2 separate regions of the Mus musculus genome follow, and region 1 is linked to region 2. The links are chromatin contacts, called in public Hi-C maps. All regions are on one chromosome and are shown on one strand. The core of a region is the stretch at or near the end of the contact, and the rest is flanking DNA. Distances in the headings are between cores, read along the strand shown. Region 1 has its middle 30 kb from the start of Car3. Region 2 holds the start of Car1 (carbonic anhydrase 1).

Region 1 (6,820 bases), core at 2,457-4,956, 55 kb before region 2:
CATACTAGCAGCTTGACAACACATCTAAAAGCCCTAGAAAAAAAGGAAGCAAATTCACCCAAGAGGAGTAGACGGCAGGAAATAATCAAACTCAGGGGTGAAATCAACCAAGTGGAAACAAGAAGAACTATTCAAAGAATTAACCAAACGAGGAGTTGGTTCTTTGAGAAAATCAACAAGATAGATAAACCCTTAGCTAGACTCACTAAAGGGCACAGGGACAAAATCCTAATTAACAAAATCAGAAATGAAAAGGGAGACATAACAACAGATCCTGAAGAAATCCAAAACACCATCAGATCCTTCTACAAAAGGCTATACTCAACAAAACTGGAAAACCTGGACGAAATGGACAAATTTCTGGACAGATACCAGGTACCAAAGTTGAATCAGGATCAAGTTGATCATCTAAACAGTCCCATATCACCTAAAGAAATAGAAGCAGTTATTAATAGACTCCCAACCAAAAAAAGCCCAGGACCAGATGGGTTTAGTGCAGAGTTCTATCAGACCTTCAAAGAAGATCTAATTCCAGTTCTGCACAAACTATTTCACAAAATAGAAGTAGAAGGTACTCTACACAACTCATTTTATGAAGCCATTATTACTCTGATACCTAAACCACAGAAAGACCCAACAAAGATAAAGAACTTCAGACCAATTTCTCTTATGAATATCGATGCAAAAATCCTCAATAAGATTCTCGCTAACCGAATCCAAGAACACATTAAAGCAATCATCCATCCTGACCAAGTAGGTTTTATTCCAGGGATGCAGGGATGGTTTAATATACGAAAATCCATCAATGTAATCCATTATATAAACAAACTCAAAGACAAAAACCACATGATCATCTCGTTAGATGCAGAAAAAGCATTTGACAAGATCCAACACCCATTCATGATAAAAGTTTTGGAAAGATCAGGAATTCAAGGCCCATACCTAAACATGATAAAAGCAATCTACAGCAAACCAGTAGCCAACATCAAAGTAAATGGAGAGAAGCTGGAAGCAATCCCACTAAAATCAGGGACTAGACAAGGCTGCCCACTTTCTCCCTACCTTTTCAACATAGTACTTGAAGTATTAGCCAGAGCAATTCGACAACAAAAGGAGATCAAGGGGATACAAATTGGAAAAGAGGAAGTCAAAATATCACTTTTTGCAGATGATATGATAGTATATATAAGTGACCCTAAAAATTCTACCAGAGAACTCCTAAACCTGATAAACAGCTTCGGTGAAGTAGCTGGATATAAAATAAACTCAAACAAGTCAATGGCCTTTCTCTATACAAAGAATAAACAGGCTGAGAAAGAAATTAGGGAAACAACACCCTTCTCAATAGTCACAAATAATATAAAATATCTTGGCGTGACTCTAACTAAGGAAGTGAAAGATCTGTATGATAAAAACTTCAAATCTCTGAAGAAAGAAATTAAGGAAGATCTCAGAAGATGGAAAGATCTCCCATGCTCATGGATTGGCAGGATCAACATTGTAAAAATGGCTATCTTGCCAAAAGCAATCTACAGATTCAATACAATCCCCATCAAAATTCCAACTCAATTCTTCAACGAATTGGAAGGAGCAATTTGCAAATTTGTCTGGAATAACAAAAAACCTAGGATAGCAAAAACTCTTCTCAAGGATAAAAGAACTTCTGGCGGAATCACCATGCCAGACCTAAAGCTTTACTACAGAGCAATTGTGATAAAAACTGCATGGTACTGGTATAGAAACAGACAAGTAGACCAATGGAATAGAATTGAAGACCCAGAAATGAACCCACACACCTATGGTCACTTGATCTTCGACAAGGGAGCTAAAACCATCCAGTGGAAGAAAGACAGCATTTTCAACAATTGGTGCTGGCACAACTGGTTGTTATCGTGTAGAAGAATGCGAATCAAACCATACTTATCTCCTTGTACTAAGGTCAAATCTAAGTGGATCAAGGAACTTCACATAAAACCAGAGACACTGAAACTTATAGAGGAGAAAGTGGGGAAAAGCCTTGAAGATATGGGCACAGGGGAAAAATTCCTGAACAGAACAGCAATGGCTTGTGCTGTAAGATCGAGAATTGACAAATGGGACCTAATGAAACTCCAAAGTTTCTGCAAGGCAAAAGACACCGTCAATAAGACAAAAAGACCACCAACAGATTGGGAAAGGATCTTTACCTATCCTAAATCAGATAGGGGACTAATATCCAACATATATAAAGAACTCAAGAAGGTGGACTCAAGAAAATCAAATAACCCCATTAAAAATGGGGCTCAGAACTGAACAAAGAATTCTCACCTGAGGAATACCGAATGGCAGAGAAGCACCTGAAAAAATGTTCAACATCCTTAATCATCAGGGAAATGCAAATCAAAACAACCCTGAGATTCCACCTCACACCAGTCAGAATGGCTAAGATCAAAAATTCAGGTGACAGCAGATGCTGGCATGGATGTGGAGAAAGAGGAACACTCCTCCATTGTTGGTGGGAGTGCAGGCTTGTACAACCACTCTGGAAATCAGTCTGGCGGTTCCTCAGAAAATTGGACATAGTACTACCGGAGGATCCAGCAATACCTCTCCTGGGCATATACCCAGAAGATGCCCCAACTGGTAAGAAGGACACATGCTCCACTATGTTCATAGCAGCCTTATTTATAATAGCCAGAAGCTGGAAAGAACCTAGATGCCCCTCAACAGAGGAATGGATACAGAAAATGTGGTACATCTACACAATGGAGTACTACTCAGCTATTAAAAAGAATGAATTTATGAAATTCCTAGCCAAATGGATGGACCTGGAGGGCATCATCCTGAGTGAGGTAACACATTCACAAAGAAACTCACACAATATGTACTCACTGATAAGTGGATATTAGCCCCAAACCTAGGATACCCAAGATATAAGATATAATTTGCTAAACACATGAAACTCAAGAAGAATGAAGACTGAAGTGTGGACACTATGCCCCTCCTTAGATTTGGGAACAAAACACCCATGGAAGGAGTTACAGAGCCAAAGTTTGGAGCTGAGATGAAAGGATGGACCATGTAGAGACTGCCATATCCAGGGATCCACCCCATAATCAGCATCCAAACGCTGACACCATTGCATACACTAGCAAGATTTTATTGAAAGGACCCAGATGTAGCTGTCTCTTGTGAGACTATGCCGGGGCCTAGCAAACACAGAAGTGGATGCTCACAGTCAGCTAATGGATGGATCATAGGGCTCCCAATGGAGGAGCTAGAGAAAGTAGCCAAGGAGCTAAAGGGATCTGCAACCCTATAGGTGGAACAACATTATGAACTAACCAGTACCCCGGAGCTCTTGACTCTAGCTGCATATATATCAAAAGATGGCCTAGTCGGCCATCACTGGAAAGAGAGGCCCATTGGACTTGCAAACTTTATATGCCCCAGTACAGGGGAACACCAGGGCCAAAAAGGGGGAGTGGGTGGGCAGGGGAGTGGGGGTGGGTGGATATGGGGGACTTTTGGTATAGCATTGGAAATGTAAATGAGCTAAATACCTAATAAAAAATGGAAAAAAATAAATGAATAAAACTAATGAACAAAAATAAAAAAAAAAAAAAGATTTCCTCTTTCTCTGTAACTTCTCCCCCAGAAGCAATGAGTCAGTTCCACTAACTTAACTTGTTCCCTTGTGGTTCACTCTTCTACACACTGACTTTTGCACCCCTACTTCTCTGGCTCTGTGTTCTCTAAGGTCAGCAGATATCTAGTCATTGCCTAACCCAGTAAGTGCTCCCCAGCATTGCTGGGCTGAGTTCCAGCAGCTTTCTGTGTGATCTTGACTTCTTTCCCACTTTCTCTACCACTCTGACCCTTTGGTTTCATCCACTGACTACTCTGCTGGTTCACTCAAGTCTCTGTTAAGCCTTTTCTTCTCAAAGCTTCAAAGAAGCTATTTAAACCTATCTCTGACTCATCAGAACATACTCCAATCCACCTTTTATCTACACTGCTTACTGCTTGGCTTCAAATCCACCTTCATTCCATAGGCTCACAGATTTATATATCTAGATCTCAAAAACACGATTAAAGACATCAGATATTTTCACCTTGCTCCATCTTCTCCTTTCTACTCTTTCTTCAATATTGCCTTTCTGGATAAATGAATAAACCACCTTTTCTGCTTCAATACATTGAGCATTACTGCAACAGTCTTCCACTGCTTTCTTTAAACTTAACCCTCCATAGTTAATCCTATAATGTACTACCAGCACTGCATGCTATCAAACAACTTGAAAGTCACCTGCTTATTGGAAAGCTTCAGCAGCCATCTTGATCTCTGTGGAAGAGGCAACACATACAAACCATTAGTCCCTATCACCAGGCTTTTCTCCAAAACCTCAACTTCTCTTCTTGTCAAGCTCACCAGCATACTTTATGACCCAGAACCTTTACTAGAGTTTTAGATGTTATGTCATGTAGAAGTCAAACAAACCAACAGAACAAGAACTACACTAGCTTTGTGATTGTGAATAATTTAGGGCAAAGAGACTAACTGGGGATTGGAATTGACTCAGTTCTGGGAATATAAGCAGCCATTCCTGGAGTGTCTGTAACTGGAGAGGGCACAAAAAGCCCATCTGGAATCTCTTCTGATTTCCAACCTCCCTATATGAGAAATATGGAGTCCTGCTTCTCTCTATAAGAGGAAATGGCAGTGGTACTATTCCCTTTCTGGACTCCTGTAGATAAATCTTCTATGTCTACCAAACCAGCTACTTGTAAACTGTGGGTCAGAACTCCTTTGACAAGTCTCTATCTCCAAAAATATTTAAATTATGACTCACAACAGTAACAAAATTCCAGTTATGAAGTAGCAACAGACATAATTTTATGGTTGGGCGTCACCACAACATGAGGAACTATATTAAAGGGTTGCACGATTAGGAATGTTAAGAATCTAACCTGCTGTCGTTTAGTATGATTTTATTTCTGAAGCAAGTGAGGCAAAAGGAAAAAGATAATGCAAAACCCATTCTGCTCTGACTGGCAGCAGTAGTAAGTGGCAGGGGTTCCTGGAGACTGTAATGGCAGCTGGCAGGGTGGGCCTGCCAGTGGAGGTGTCCAGTCACAGATGACATCAACAGAAGGCCTTCTCTCCTGGTTTTCTGTTTTTTTCTGAACTTGGATCATCAAACTTGTTTAGGATTCAGGGAGATATAATAGCTTTTAAATTCATCACTTTTCCCCATTCAGGTCAGCTGGTTTTGGTATGGAGTGCTTACACGCAGACACCCTGTCCTCTGTAGCCAGAATGCTCGTCAATGCCTTCTGTCTTTGGAGTGCTTACATGCAGACATCCTGTCCTCTGTAGCCAGAATGCTCTTCAATGCCTTCTGTCTTTGCAGTTTCATGCAGTCTCATAAGACTCCTTTCGTTCATGTGCTTACTCACTCACAGTTCACAAACACCACCTTTGCTCCTAGACCATGCACATGTTATTGCTGCAAAAATAAAATAAAAATTCTTTCATATCAGGAAATTTATTGCACTCTCATGATAAATTAGCATGCTTTTTACTTTCGCATGTTTTTTTTTTTTCAAGACAGACTCATATGTATCTATCTAGCCTCAAGCCTGGAGTGTTGCCAGAGCTCAGAAAGTTTAATTAATACATAAACAAATTATATTAATTTACATTGCTCATGTTTAGTTGTTTATGCTTATGCATTTCTTTTACTATATAAATCACAATTATCATTAATAAAAGCTCATTCCCTTTTGGAATTGAAATATACATTAATTTCAAGGCATAACATTTAGAAATACTGCAAGTATTTCTGTCAGTTCATATTTCAGGTTTATAAAACTTCTGGTCTACAAATTCGGTTAATATGTCCACAAATCCCATGGTAGTTACATTTACTAACCAAAATATAACATTAAATACTATTATCACCATACAGAAAACCTTCCTTGCATAGTACTCTACGTGGTATAATTCATGTGTTATTGTAATGCTTATACAAAGTATCTATTCTGATGGTCCTTCAATAGCTAATAACAAAGAGATCTGAAGTGACATTTCCTTACACTAAGCTTCTATAATCTCAGGTAGAAAGAAGAGCATGCTCTGCTACTCATTTATGGACAACCTTCTATGCTGACATGTGCTCACCCCATCCTTCTGTATCCTCTCAGTGCCATTGTTTAATGGTCTAAATATACCCTGGATCTTAGCTATGGTGTTTCTGAATCCTTTCCAGGGAAGAAAGCTTCTGCTTCTTCCTCTTCTTCTTCCTCTTCTTCTGCTTCTGCTTCTTCCTCTTCTTCTTTCTCTTCTTCCTAGTCTTCCTCTTCTTCCTCTTCTTCTTCCTCTCCTTCCTCTTCTTCCTCTTCTTCCTCCTCTTCCTCTTCCGCTTCCTCTTCTTCTTCTTCTTTCTTCTTCTTCTCCTTCTTTCTCCTCCTGCTTCAGACTCTTCTTGTTATTCTTGTTTTTCTTCTCCCTTCTTCCTCTTCTTCTTCTTCCTCTTCCTCCTCATCTTCTTAAGTTTGATTCCTATAATCCCTAGAATACTGCTAACAGAGGCATTCTTGAGTACACAGCTGATACACATGCCACAGCATTTGAATGTTGTACATGTCCCAATAGAGCATAACTCATTATCTGAGCACTGGTCCTCCTTAGCAAGTGGGTTAAGAGCATGGACAGTCTTTTTTAAAAGCCATAGAAGAAAGTACTAGAGAGTAAAGGATATTCACAGGCTAAGATTTTGTTAAGCATTGACCAAGGCCCAGAATGTTGTCCCTTTTGCCTATCTGACCCAAAAATACC
Region 2 (6,798 bases), core at 2,568-5,067:
TGTCCTCACAGAGCTGTTCTTGGAGAGACTGTTGCCAACACTGAGCAAGTGCAGACTGGGTTCCTTCATCCACAGAGAACGGAAGCAGGATGCACAGCTTTGGAGGATTTCAAACGTTTTGGAGCATTTGCTCAGATATGAACTAAGTAACAATAACCCAAATCCAATCTTAATTCAAAATCTGAAATTATAAAGTAAATCTATTAATTTCAGAGTATGACCAAAATAATTTCTAATGCCACAAGTGGCACAAACAAGACAGGATGGTATAGCGGAGTGGCAGAGGATGAAGAGACACAGTGGAGGACATGGCAGTTAAAGGTGAAAGGGTAACATTCAGCTACAAAAACCCTGACCCCAGGAGGCAGGTCCACAAGAGTAACAAACAGCCTTAAGATGATCATTAGAAGAATAACGTTAGCAACAGATCTTCAATGTACATAGAGAAAGAACAATATAGTGGAAGTGGTATGTCTAAAATTCAGGTAACCCATTTTCATTGATTTATCAATATTCTTACCTGTGTCAATACAAACATGTCCTGGCAAATGAAACTAAAGCGATTTTTAAAATTTTTCATTCTATTTTTTTTAGCGCCTTGGGTTGGGGGGGGGGGGCAGACCTCTAGTTTTTATTATGTTTTAAAAGTAAACCACAGACTGTACAGCTAAATAAACTGGAATGAATATTAAGTTTAAATTTGGAATTAAAAATAATTCCTTGGTATAGAAAGAAGAAAAAAAACAAAACAGATCTGGGCTGTGGGCATAAACAGAAGCTAATTCAAAATGCTTGCCCTGCTTCTTGAGTGAGCCAAAATTCATGGAACAGGCCTATCATTCCAGCTACTCAGGTAGCTAAGGAGAAGGCCACAGCTGGGTAACACAATGAGTTCAACTCATTGAGCCTTATCCGAAAATTAAAAGCAAGAGAAGAAAAATAAGCAGAAGATTGCAAATTGGCAAAAGAGCTTACCTACCACAAATGAGTTCACAGGTCAATCCTTAGCACTAAAGAGTAAATAAAAACTAGAGTTCATATTCATCTAACACCTAGGGTCTCATCTATAAAGATTGAATGAGATCATTACTTTAAAGGGCCTAAAAGATTGAAAGCATTTTATAAACAGTATTCCTTTCTAGCCTGTACTGCTTCTGTGCAGCATGACTATATAGTGAAGTAGTTCTTATTAATGGAAAATTTTAGCACTCTTGAAAGTTCTTACTATTTTTTAAGGATTCATTTATTTTATATATGTGAGTATACTGTCACTGTACTCAAACACACCAGAAGAGTGCAACAGACCCCAGTACAGAAGGTTGTAAGCCACAATGTGGTTGCTGGGAATTGAACCCAGGACCCCTGGAATAGCAGTCTAACCACTGAGCCATCTTTTCAGCCCAACAGTTCTTACTTATCAATTAGGCAATTCTCTAGGAAACTTAATCGTGCAATTGTCCTTTGCTTTTCTAAAGACTGCAAGTTTTGTTCCATTAACTCAGTTGATTTATAATCAAGATTCAGGAGCATATGGCTTCCTTTAAAACAGTCTGAAAGGAAAAGCAAAAAGCTTTCTTCCATGTGTCCATTGATGGTCTCAGGAAATAAACTGTCTAGAAGAGCAAAGGCTATATACGTTGAATATCTTCCTAGAATGTAAGGCAATGCAAACATTGTAATCCTTGGTGTGTATAGTGGAAGCGATCTCTGGATCAAAGTCCAATAGATGAAAAATTAAACATCTTGCCTTTAGTTTAGACATAAAAGTAAGAGAGTCAGTTTATGAGAAGAAAATAATGATAAAGGTTAAGTGGGAGTAGTGTTAGGGTTGAACCCTCGTTAGGTTTTACAACTCTCTCTTTCTTTCAGTCTTTCCTTGTAGGAATGCTTGAATATTCCCTGAGTACATAATAAAATAAAGGGTCATGAAGGTAGGAGTCACAGAAGTTTTGTCCCTAAAACTTTAAATGAATTGCCATGCCATATAAATGTTAAGTCATTCCTACACTGAATCATCATGTAATAATACAAGAATGCTTTTCCTTTACAAATATATTGATTAATAAAGTAGTTCAATTTACTCTTTAAAGAGATGATGAAAGGATGTTCTTTATACATAGACAGGAATTGTAGAGCAAGATGTCTGTGATTAATGGTGATAGATTGTGTTCTTAAAATGAAGAGTGAGCCTTAAGTCACAAAACCCCTGTGGGTAATGTGATCATTAGTCGGATTTAAATGTTTTATAAAGTACATGTACTCTAAAGTATCATGTTGTATATGAAAAATACACATTGATGTCCATCAAATTAAAAAAATACTAAAATTTAAAGAAAAATAAGCTCCCTTGCAAGCTGTGCCTCCTGGTGTTATAGGATGGAAACTGTGGCCTCCTCAAGTCCTAGACATTCATGAATTGCTGGCCACTTTTCTCATGAGGCAGAACACAGTCATCACCACAAAGGAGCAACAGCATAACTGGCAGGCCTGGCTAAACATGTTTCCTAGTGCATATTATATTCCTTCATGGGATGTAGCAGATCAGTTCTGCAGTGTAGGGGAGAAAGGCACTTGTTATTTGGGAAGCTTATGGTTCTGGTGCTATTTCCAAAGAATGTTATTTGGAGACTTGAAAAGAAAGGCTTGTCTCAATTCTGACACATCCTGGTCAGCTTCCTTTGCCTCCCTAGAAATTGTTTGCAACTTCTCACCACTCATGGTGCATAAGTGAGCAAGTTGAGTTTTCACCTTAGTGATTTTATGAGCATGGTGGATGCAGAAGCAGTATTAAAGAATATGAGACCATGCTTGACCCAGAGTGACACTTGCGACAGTGGAGTGAGGGAGGCAACTGAGTAGATGCTGAGATACTCACATGCACTCTTTAGAAAAGCAATGCAGAATTGTGTAATTTTTTCCTAGAGGATTGCCTAATTGATAATAGTAAGAACTTTCAAGAGTGCTAAACTTCTATTAGTAAGATCTAGTTCACAGTTATTCATGCTGCAGTGTGGCCATGGAGGAAGAGAGTACTGTTTACTGTTGACTTCCATCTGTTGACGTCTTACTACCTGTGATGAATTGCTTCAACTTGTCTCAGCTATGAAATGATAATTCTTACTTTATAGGATTTTTATGTGTGACAGTAAAATAAAGTAATATGGAAGTGCTGCATAAATTGCAGAGAATGATAAAGAGGCCATTGCTTATTCTAGGTGGAAAATATTCCACCATATTCAACATTGATTATAATGTTTTATGAATTTATGAATTTCATTATTTCTCAGAATAAAAGAACTATTTCTAACCTGACTGGCTATTATTGTCCTAAGAGTTTACATTAGAAGAAAACTTCACACTGGAAAGATCTTTGGAATTCATCTATAAAATGTATCATTATGAATACCATTGTCTTATGGATAATTAATTACTAGTTCTATTACCTGATTCTAAATTAACATCATGATAGTCATTCAGTTCTGTCCATAACCATGCCAATTTATTTCATATTAAATTAGTGTTGCTAACACAGCTTAGTACTTTTATTCAAAGAAATTTGATAAGATTTAGTCAATAGTCAGTCACATCTTCCACAAGCATAGGAAAACAAGACCAGTTTAATAATATCTATGATTTTGATATTTCATTTTTATATTACAATAACATAAAACAATTCATGCTGACCTACCCCAATAGACATTTTACAATACCATTTTATTTTATGTGTATACTTCCTGATGAGCAAAGTTGATGAAACAGTGAACTATTACAGGAAGACAAGCTTCTATAAAAGCCCATGGTGTCACTTAAGATCTCTGCTGCAGGTGTAAGTGCAGTTAGTCATTTCACATATCATTTCTCTTTACAGGAATCACAACCTAAATAAGAGAAAATGGCAAGTGCAGACTGGGGATATGGAAGCGAAAATGGTAAGAGTATTTCTTTTACATCTATCAAAATAGTAGTTTGTTCTCTTTTCTAGTAGAGGATGTATTAATCAGTTAACATTACTGTACATTCACAGGTTAATGGTAAGAGTCATTTTTGAATAATTATAATATTCTTGTATATATTTTTAGTAGTTGGTCTTTGAGCATAAAATTTATTTGGTATGTACATACTATTTCTAACTATGATTGTATAAAGAGCATGATTAGGCCTATATTGTTGATATGGCCAAATATACTGTTTATTAACCTAGTAACAAAAGATACATTTTAAAGTACTGAATGCCATTTAACAGATATGAATAAAGCATAATCTAATAAGCAAACAGTTAGTTGAAGTCCTGATACTTGACATGAAGCATGCTGTGAAATGGTGGTTGCATGGATGTGTTTGTTCATGTAGGTCCTGACCAATGGAGCAAGCTGTATCCCATTGCCAATGGAAACAACCAGTCTCCTATTGATATTAAAACCAGTGAAGCCAATCATGACTCCTCTCTGAAACCACTCAGCATCTCCTATAATCCTGCAACTGCCAAAGAAATTGTTAACGTGGGACATTCTTTCCATGTAATTTTTGATGACAGTAGCAACCAATCTGGTGAGCTCAAAGACTATTATGATACTTGGTTTCTTGGAACTTACTAAGTGAATTTATTTTTTATTGAAAAGATATTTTGCTCTTACATAATACAACCTGACCAGTTTTGCTTCCCTGTACTCCTCCAAGTTCCTTGTCACCCCCAAGTCCACTCCCTCTCCAATTCCCTTTAGAAAAGAACAGGTGTCTAAGTAACAATGAAACCTGATACAACAGACAGGGAAAATGCCCTCAGATTGAGGCTGGACAAGGCAACCAAATAAGAGGAAAAGAGTCCCAAGAGTAGGCAAAAGAGCTGGAGGTCTTCAGAAACAAAACAGCATACCATGCATTTTGCACATGTATTTGTTTATCTCAAAATTGTAATATCTGGGAGGAATTGTGGCTTCTTGGAAGATGGCTTGCAGAGCTCCTAGCTCTGTTTTCTCTCTGTCCTTATCAATAAGCCATTCAATCTATTTTGGGCATTCCAGAATCTTTGTGCTCTATCTGAATAAGTAACATTTCTTCAAAAGAGTATAGTGAGCAGATCAGTATGGGCACGAAACCAAAAGGGCAAATATTCTAAACAGAACGAGAGTAGATGAGCTCAATGGTGAGACACATGATGCACAAACTCCCCTCATACCCTAGACTCTGGCTTGTTCCTTGCCACATGGTCATCAGTATTTATTGAATAAGGTGTTAAATGTTTATTCTCTAAGAGTTCCAAGGATGTAAATTAAAATGCTTGCTGTACTTTCCTAATTTTAACTGTTAGGCACCATAGTGGCTTGCCCATTAAAACACCGAGTTAGGTCTAGTGTTGTGATTGCTCAAGTAATCATATGATTGGACAGACTCCAAGGCTGGACTGTCATTCAGACCAAACATTTTTAAAGTGGCCTTGCCTGATAGGCAGTTTCTCTTCATCCCTTGCCAGGAGGCTCTCAACCAAATGTTCACTCTACATTGTTATATCTTTACTATGTATATAAAAAACGTGTGATGGGAGGTTTTTAATTGATAGAAATTGCTATAAACTGTGACACACATTATGCACTAGTACAGTCTAATGAATGAATAAACTTGCAAATTAATGGATATCCAAGGAAAGCTCTGTGATCACACAACTTATTCCCTCTGAAATATGTCATTTTGGTAACATGTGTAGGTAACTTTGTGGTTCCTTTCCTAGAATTTGTATACATATCTTGAGCTGTATTAGTGACAACATAATCAGGAAGGCACTGTATGTATAATAGTGGGATATGGAGTAGGGAAACACAATGAAAACATAACTTTGGCACCCACTGATGTTTATTTCCATCGTGCACAAGGCAATGTAACATTGGTTTATATTAAAGATGAACTAGAGTTCACCTGGCTGACAATAACTCTCTTTCATTTCAGTTCTGAAAGGTGGCCCTCTTGCTGATAGCTATCGGCTCACTCAGTTCCATTTTCACTGGGGCAACTCAAACGACCATGGCTCTGAGCACACCGTGGATGGAACTAGATATTCTGGAGAGGTAATGCTTAATAACACTAAGAGCTAGTTTATGAGAGTGCCCTAGAAATATCTCTGGTAGCTACAGAAGCTACTCTCAGAACGCTTCAAAGGTCAGACCACGCTGGTCGTTATATGAATGCCTAAATCCATTAAATCAGACACAGTACACCATAATTTGCAATGGATACTTTTCTATAGAAAGAAATACCTTAACTTGTAAAGGAGAGTTTCTGAAAAACTTTGACATCTTTCCAGCTTCAAGGATTGTCCTATCCTTTTAAAGACTCTGACTGAACTGGACATGCCACTGAGCTTCATTTATTTAACTTCCCAAATTTACCAGTAGCATGTATGTGTGCAGACAAGAATACTGGAGTATCATAGGAGAAAGTGCTGGACTTTAATCACAGAGCTAGGCTTTAAAGATTGCAATGGAGGAAACTGCATATGTGTAAGTGAATATGTACATAATTGTGAAAAACTGAACACACGTACATCAAGCTGAAAACTTTCACCTTTAGTAGAGATAAAAATGATAAAATATTCACTTATTTGTATGAATGCCTAATATCTGTATGTAACTATGATTACATATAGATAAGATGTCTATTTTCATTTTAACTTAGTAAAATGAATATATGAGTTTGAAGATTTTTTCTTTTTTCTTTTTAATTTATTTATATTTCAAGTGTTATCCCCTTTCCCGGGGATTGATATTGTTCCCCGGTTTCCCTGAGTCCCAGAAATCCATCTCTCCT

What was found. Hi-C and Micro-C count contacts between places; a contact is called where the count stands out from the background.
Region 1: a Hi-C map of liver shows a contact between it and region 2, with 4 times the contacts expected there. The contact joins the enhancer-like site here to the promoter of Car1 in region 2. A contact is called at or near these places in 1 of 39 promoter capture datasets (macrophages), 7 of 484 Hi-C or Micro-C datasets (3T3-L1-derived adipocytes, the C2C12 cell line and liver) and 2 of 115 datasets of contacts at active chromatin or transcription factors (a colorectal cancer cell line and liver).

Annotation. Positions count from the first base shown.
Region 1 is chr3:14,829,912-14,836,731 of GRCm38.p6, reverse strand. No RefSeq gene overlaps it. Among named protein-coding and RNA genes, the nearest start is that of Car3, 30 kb to the left of the region's middle. Within about 2 kb of position 3,706, at least 16 of the 459 cell types and tissues checked have an H3K27ac peak or open chromatin away from gene starts, as enhancers often do. A contact at or near this core is called in the C2C12 cell line and liver, where this site is marked.
Region 2 is chr3:14,775,479-14,782,276 of GRCm38.p6, reverse strand. Car1 (carbonic anhydrase 1) reads left to right here and starts at 3,817. Exons shown (of 7, transcript NM_001083957.1): 1 at 3,817-3,929; 2 at 4,351-4,548; 3 at 5,941-6,059. The coding sequence starts at 3,893.